Linked DNA regions of Mus musculus: region 2 is linked to region 1. A link is a contact called in public HiChIP or PLAC-seq data. All regions are on one chromosome and are shown on one strand. Each heading gives the region's core, a stretch centred on a gene start, on an enhancer-like site or on the middle of the called end of the contact. The rest is flanking DNA. Distances are from core to core; before and after follow the strand shown.

What was found. HiChIP or PLAC-seq counts read pairs in DNA pulled down with a chosen protein or histone mark.
Region 2: an H3K27ac HiChIP or PLAC-seq map of heart atrium shows a contact between it and region 1, with 12 read pairs. The contact joins two enhancer-like sites. A contact is called at or near these places in 2 of 484 Hi-C or Micro-C datasets (bone marrow-derived macrophages and liver) and 6 of 115 datasets of contacts at active chromatin or transcription factors (astrocytes, embryonic stem cells, extraembryonic endoderm stem cells and 3 more).

The regions. Positions count from the first base shown.
Region 1 is chr10:42,088,209-42,091,973 of GRCm38.p6, forward strand. No RefSeq gene overlaps it. Among named protein-coding and RNA genes, the nearest start is that of Gm40630, 8.2 kb to the left of the region's middle. Within about 2 kb of position 1,638, at least 187 of the 459 cell types and tissues checked have an H3K27ac peak or open chromatin away from gene starts, as enhancers often do. A contact at or near this core is called in heart atrium and liver, where this site is marked.
Region 2 is chr10:42,245,714-42,249,478 of GRCm38.p6, forward strand. All of the region lies in intron 2 of Foxo3 (forkhead box O3), which reads right to left. It overlaps Gm38485 (a long non-coding RNA gene), which reads right to left. Exons shown (of 2, transcript XR_380269.1): 2 at 1,723-2,073. Among named protein-coding and RNA genes, the nearest start is that of Gm38485, 27 kb to the right of the region's middle. Within about 2 kb of position 1,903, at least 46 of the 459 cell types and tissues checked have an H3K27ac peak or open chromatin away from gene starts, as enhancers often do. A contact at or near this core is called in heart atrium and liver, where this site is marked.

The DNA.
Region 1 (3,765 bases), core at 388-2,887:
CTCTGTTCTACCAAAGCTGTTGTGAGACAGGTTATACCACGCCAGGTCCACAGCCAGCAGAAACTAAGCCTCTTTGTGCAACTGAGGGCAGTTCTACTGGCTCTGGTGTGGTCCCCCTGCCTATTCCTGAGTTAATTGCTTTGCTGAGCTTCACCAGCTGTAGGTCAGGTGGCCAATTCCTGAGTCAAGAGTGGATGTAGCTCCCTGAGTGATCTGCGACCTGACAGTGGAGTTGGTGGTAACTCCCAAGCAGGAAGGTGGGGTGTAGTTACATTAATGAGTGCCTGGACAGATGAAAGGGAAAGTGTCTATGTTTCTGGTCAAATCCAGTGCCTAATTTCACACACCTTAGAGGTACTTAGAAGACCGCCATCTTCCCTTGCTGGTCTTCCATGACGCTGCTTCTGCATGCTCTTGCTCCTGCCATCCAGCTGCCTTGGCAAGAGTCTGAGCTTGGGGGCTGGAGGTAAGAGCCATTGCTCCCGGGCGTCTGTCCTTTGCTCCTACCTCCCAGGTTGCCACAGGGTTGAGCATCCTGATTCTTCCCTGTGTCACTGCGATTCTGGAAAAGACGCTCTGCCACCCTGAGTCACAGTTTTCTCAGCTGCAGATAGGGTTAGTGATGTCCCTTTGACCTCTTTCAGGAGACAGAAAGTGGGTGGCGCGTGGCAGCCCCAGACTTGTGTCTCCTCCTTAAGGCTGGGACAGCTCTAAAGAAACTTTACAGAGTAGGGTGTTTGTTTGTTTTGCTTTGTTTTTAGTATTTGTTTGTTTTGAACAGTTTCGGTGCTCGGAACGATTAAAGGAAATGCTTTAAAAAGTGTCTGGCAGTCTGTGCTCTAAAGACCACTGCCTCTGAGCCCAGACAGATCAGTCGCAGCTCTGGCCCCCGCTCCAAGTGTTTGTGTGTTTAACTTCTCAAGGGTTTCCACTGAGGGGAACAAAAGCCCAGAAGTTTCCCTGAAACCCTTTGGCTTAATCCTCCCAAGAGTCACTGAAGCCTCTCAGGATCGATCCAGGAAGTGGAGGACACTTCTCAAGACTTTGCTTTCAAGTCTGCTGCCTGTTCCTTCTCAACAACGCACTTGAGGTTTTTGCTTCCTTTTTTTCTTTGTATGCTCCAGTGCCAACACAGCACTGAAGTTCAGGATGGTGTCTAGGGTCACAGTGGCAGGAAGTGGCTAAACAGGGAGGCATCTTTGCAGAATCTTCCCTCCTTCTACAGAGAGAGAGAGAGAGAGAGAGAGGGAGAGAGAGAGAGAGAGAGAGAGAGAGAGAGAGGCAGGCAAGAACAGCAGCCCCACCCCTCCTGGCACAGGTGCAAACCGCAGGCTGGAGCAGCACCAGATGCCTTGATGACGTCACATGTGTGGAGCCAGAGCTGTGCCTGACTTGGGGTTCAGTTGGATTGAAGGCTGGAACACGAAGGAACAGACAGTTTTAAGGGAACCAACCAGCAGATGAAATGTGTAGCTGGTTGGGGTAAGAAGAATGACATTTTTAAAAAGAAGGAAAAACAAAAATCCAACTGTTTTTTGTGGATGAAAGTTCCTGGAAAGGAGATGAACCTGCTTGCCCACAGCAAGGACCTCAGCAGCTGCGCCGGAGAGACTGGAATGTTCCAGGTCCTGAGCCAAATTACTTTGGGCCAATCATTAGCCTCTTTAACAGCCTTTGCTTGCCCTTCTGTATGCGTCCCAGCAGCTCTGGGGCCCTTAGGTAAGTCTGTCTTCCACCAAGCACAAGGCTGAGAGTCCATCAGCTGCTGTCTGAGGCCCATGTCTGCTGTGCCTTTGTCCTTCTGGGACCTGCCTGCCCGCGTGTATGAAAAGGGTCTTGATTAATGATTCCCTTTGTTCTGGTACTATAAAGCTTCCGGGAACAGTTACTCTATCCGAACATTATGTATGTAAAACAAACAAACAAAAACAAAACAGAGAACTCTGTTCCCAAGCCGTGGCCATCCCTGTAGGCTCCAGAATAAACTCTCTCTCATCCCCTTTGAGTGAGAGCTATGCTTCTTCACAGACGCTTTAAACCAGATCCAGCCGATTAGAAAAGGGTGGTTTGGGTAGGATGGCTAAAGATGCCATGTGGGCTGGGGAATGCAGCTTTGTGTTAGAACAACCAGCTTGCACAAGGCCCTTGGAGCCAGCCCCAGCAGCAAACAAACAAACTGAAAAAGTACTTAATATGTAGCTTTTGTTTGGTCCACTTAGGAAATCCTAGCAGAGATTTAATGGTATGATGTGGCTTCTTTCTTACTTCAACTTTAAAAAAAATGATTTATTGGTTTATTTTTGCATGTGTACACTTGCCATCCCCCACCCCACCTCACCCCTGCATGTGTGTGTGTGTGTGCACATGTGCATGTGTAAGTGCATGTGTGTGAATGAGTGCATGTGTGTGTGTGCACGCGTGTGTGCGTGCATGTGTGTGTGCATGTGTGTGTATGTGTGTGTGTGTATAAGTACAGACACATGTGGAAGTCAAGGGACAAATTGTGGGGACTGGGTCTCTCCTTCCACCATGTGGGTGCTGGAGATCAAACTCAGGCCTGGGTAGAAGCAGTCTCCACACTGAGCCATCTCCTAGCAGTAGGATTTCCTACATCTGTTTTCCTTTGCACAGATACCCCCCCCCTCAGCCAGCCATGTTGTCCTAGCACATCTGCCGAGATGAAATCCCCATGGCCTCTGGGTCCTGGTTTTTGTTTTGTTTACACCTGAGCCTTCCTGCCTCTGCCTTCCACTCACCTGCCTGCCTCTGTTCCTGTAGCTGGCTCCCTCATCACTTGGTCGCTCCGTTCTATAGAAAGTGCCACCCACCACCCACTGAGCACTCCTTGACAGGCCTAGAACTCCTGGTGTACACCTTGATTCCCAAACCCTGTCTACCAGCTTGCCAGCGAGTTTATCATGCCTTTACACAGAACACCGTACTCACCTGACCAAGCACAGGAGTCCTAGGGCTCCTGACGCTAGGCCCGACCTGCCTTCGGGTCAGGAGAATCCACAAACGTGATCCCTTCTCTGACCATCGAGTGTTCAGTGAATGAAAACTCCTAAGTCTTCTCCAATCAAAACACATGGATTTGGTTTTTCAGAGCCTAAGAACAAGTAACCTCAGGGTTAAAAGCCCTGGCCTGCTCTTCCAGAGGTCCTGAGTTTGATTCCCAGCAACCACATGAAGGCTCACAACCATGTATAATGGGATCTGACATCCTCTTCTGGCCTGCAGGCATTTATGCAAGCAGAACCCTCATATACATTAAATAAATACCCATAAAAAGAGTAAATAAGAATCAAGAACAAACGCTGCCCTGGTACAGTTATCTTTAACCCACGTAGAGTTCTGCCCTAGAGCTTACATCTAAATGCTCTAAATAGTCTCAATGTTTTCCAGAAACTGCCTCTCATCATTATTAGTTACATTCCTTGGCTCTCCAGCACTCCCAGACTTAATCAGCCTACACTGTCACAGCATGATAAAGCGTGGCCATGTGCAGCACATCGGGGAGGGGATAGATAGGACCAGACCACTCCTACAGAAACTTTGCTTGCCCCGATCAACAATGAGCCCATACAGTGGAGCAGACACTAGAGTGCTTCTCTCCAGCAGCCCAGGATGGAGAGTTCCCTCCAAGAGTCATGGGCTGTTGCAGGGGGTGCTGGCCTCCCTGGGTGCCAGCACACTAAGGTGGATTATCATTGTCACTCGGCACGTGGAGTCTCCACAAGGTTGCCAGAGAAGGGCGGGGGTTGG
Region 2 (3,765 bases), core at 653-3,152, 160 kb after region 1:
ATGACTTAAGAGTTATTTTCCATACTCATTCATAACACAGATCACTTTTTAAATAAAATCGGTAATTGGACTAATATTCTTAGAGAGTCCCTCGAAATGCCCATCACTGCACCTACAGAAAGACATCTGTTGGTCTTCCTGTCCTCTTGGCACTCACCTCTAACTTCCTCTCCTTACTTCACCCCTCCAATCTGCTCTGCAAATACTGTTTTCTTCCCTGCTAACAAATACACTTGATGGGGGTTCATTCATCAACCCCCAACCTATCAAGTAACCTGGACATTTTCTGTTATAGCTCAGGAGACCACATTCCTAGTTTTGCTTTGACTATTTTTCTTCTAAACTTTATATACTTAACAAGGAGTCCATGAATGATACAGAGTCTGCAGCCCCTGGAATCATAGGCAAATCATATACAAAACGTGCTTGTGGTCACACAGTTTCTTAAGACTGTTTTTAAAAACGGTTTTAAGACATAGCCAGTCCAACAGGGTCCCCAATAAAGGAGCTAGAGAAAGCACCCAAGGATCTGAAGGGGTTTGCAGCCCCATAGGAGGAACAACAATATGAACTACCCAGTACCCCCAGAGCTCCCAGGGACTAAGCCACCAACTCAAGAAAACACATCCTAAGCTTGGGAGGCATTCTTCCAAGTAAAGGAAGACCTTAGGAAAGAAAACCAAGGACAGGATGGCAGGCTTAAACAGAGAGAAGGGAGCAGCCAGACCTGGGAGAGGAACCGGGACTAACAGCACAAAGATACCTTACATGGATCTTCAAGCATTTGTCCCCTCTTAATGCAAAGTCAATGCCTAGCAAAATTATGATGCTTGTCCCTAACAATATAACAGGGCAAGAGGCAACGCCATGTCCTATCCCTAACACTGTGAACAAAAGCCAAGCACAGCAGGACATGGCTATAACCTTGGCACACGGCAGGAGGTCAGGAGTGTGGGGTGGGGTTGAGAAGGTAAGCCAGTAAGCAGCAAGCCACTGGAAGGCCACTCACCCCCATGCAGAGAGGCATGCTGGGAAGGAGAGGGAAGGCCCTCAGGCAAGGTCTCCAGCACTAGGCCTTGTCAATGAACTGCCTTCCCTCCAGAAAAATACACTTCGGTGAGAAAGAGAAAACAGTAAAAATTACAGGACTATAAAAACTTCCTTAAATAGCTTCAATTGGGGGGGGGGGGTCCTTTGGAACCTACTGGTTTTCATTAGGCCCTTATAAAACAAAACCTCAGGTTGTATTTCATGCAAAACAATGGACGCGCTTAGAAAATTAATACAACATGATAGGCATCAATGTTTTTAGCGTGACTGTTTAAATTTAGCTCAAGTTCAAGAACGAGAGGTGAGTGTTACAAGAAATCTCTTTGCACTCTCCCTCCTTTAGAAACATTTCCAGTATTCCTGAAAAATCAATGTACATTTCACAGCTCTACCTAAAAACACTGTGATCATACTCATGGACGCAGCAGAGAGGCTATGGTTTTGGACTCACCAGCTTGTAACTAGACAAGGGTTTGCAAACCCCAGCTACTTAGGGGAGAGGAGGAGGCAGGGGTGTGGCCCAGAAAAAGATATCTGCCCTTGAATAGCTTCACATATCAGAGCAACAAGCTGTTCTCTTTGCCGGCAGTGCTGTCCGTCCGGAGACTCTCTATGAAAACACCTTAGATTATAAGTGACTGTGACAAATTACACATTCCCTGATACATAGGCTGATGTGCATGCTTTTAAGGTTTTATTAGGACATTAAAACAAAACAAAAAAACCAAAACAACAACAAAACCAGATGCCACTGGCTCTACAAAACTTGGCTATAGACAATCCCACAGCACTGGGCTGGCAGCAGTCATGTTTGGAGAGAGCTAGAGCCCTTCCAGATGCAACAGGGCTGCCGTGAGGACAGCAGACACGCCCGTGCTTGGCTGTTCCGTTCTAGCCATTCCCAGGTCAGTCAGCTGAGACAACCAGACCCACAGGTTCATGAGACTCTCGAGATGAAGACGACCAGGGCCACCACTGCCACCGAGTGAGGATTCCAAATCTATGGCTTTTGAGTTCAGAAAGCTGTAAGATAGAAGAAACAGTGCACCTGAAACCCAAAGCAGGAAAATCAAGGAGAGGCCAAGGCAAGTCTAGAGAGTGGACTGGGGCAGACGGTTTGCCCTGAGACAAGCCTATCACCACTGGCAGGGGGGTCACCCAGAGACTTGACAAGTTATTTGGTTTGTTTGTTTGTTTGTTTTAATTTGACTTCTAAAACTCGGGAGCACTGCCGGTTCCCCAGTTCCACAGCTTTCTGAGGCAGGCAGAGGCGGGGTCTCTTTCTTTCCCCTTTCCTTCTTTCTGGAGTTTTTAAAATGCATCTGTCTTCACCTTTTTATAAAACATTCTGCTTAAACTGCCCTTTGATCCCACTTAAAACTAACTTTTCAACAACTTTGGGGAAGGAAGAAGAAGAAAGAAGAGGTCTGCCATCTTTCCTCAGAGCTCTAACTAAGCTCATGAAGAGAAGTCAAAGGACCTCCACTGACTCGAGACAGCAAGGCAAAGCTGTTTGCTTTTCCACTGTATGCCAATATTGAATTTACTTAAGACCAGTTAACCTTCTAGCGACCTCCTCTCACTCTCTATTTAAAAACCAGTTAGATCTAGACTCTCCACATGCCTGATTTCATAATCAGCATCTTTTGATAAACTAGGAAATAAAAAGAACGTCTTGTTACTGTGGTGTGTGAGCCTCTCTTCTAGGAAAAAAAACTGGATCCAGCGTGTGTTCCATTAGGAGAGCAAGCTGGATCTTTAGACACTGGTGTTGCCTGGACACAGAGAACCTGAACTTTCAAACAAACATTCAATGGTAATATTCCCAATAGCTAGATTGCCCACTAAATGATACATTCCTAAGCATACATGCATCTCTCCATGGGTGCGCTGCAGGAACATTCTGACAGTATGGAGAGGGAGACTAAGCCCCAGGGAGCCATGTACACTGTGCCTCTCCTCCTCCTGCTCTCTTGGTTAATACCACGCCAGCCACATTCAAAGCCTTCCAACAAATGGCTTCTCAAAGACTCAGGATACACACAGCCCATGTGCAACTGACCCCAATTGCCAACAGCTAAACTCATGACATTGTCTTTCACCATGCACAGTTGCTTAGACAGCTGTGAGACCCGAGCACCACAGTCCAAAGAATCCAGAGGATAAAGGTTCTCTTTCCACGATCTGTCTTCCCTAGAAAATCCCCCAGTACGGATAGAAGTCTGTCCTTAAGATAAAAGCTGGAGGTCAACTTAAGATAAGCTACATTCTTGCTTACTACTTAGTAAGGACTATAAGTGAATGGAGAAGAAAGACTATTTAAATCATGGTAACAAATAAAGTTAAAATAGACCCGTGAGCACAAGCCAGCTGACCCTGTAGGAAAGGGATGACTCCCCTGCAATAAACAGTCTTAAAACACTACTTCTTCAGTTACACAAAGAAATCCCATTTCTAAACTTTCTTTCATTTTAGATCAGCTTTATGGGGTATAATTCATACAAACAGAAAGTAAACACTGTAGGCCTGTAGTTACACACGCCAGCGCAGCTACCACCACAATAACACACTGGATTTTATTTCTCCCCACAAGATGCATGTATGCCTTTACTGCAACCAGCCATCTCCCACCCCACCCCTGGCAACCACAGACCTACTGTCTGTTGCCATGGTTAGCTCCAGCTTCCTAGGATCTCTCAGAAGCAGATCCAGGAG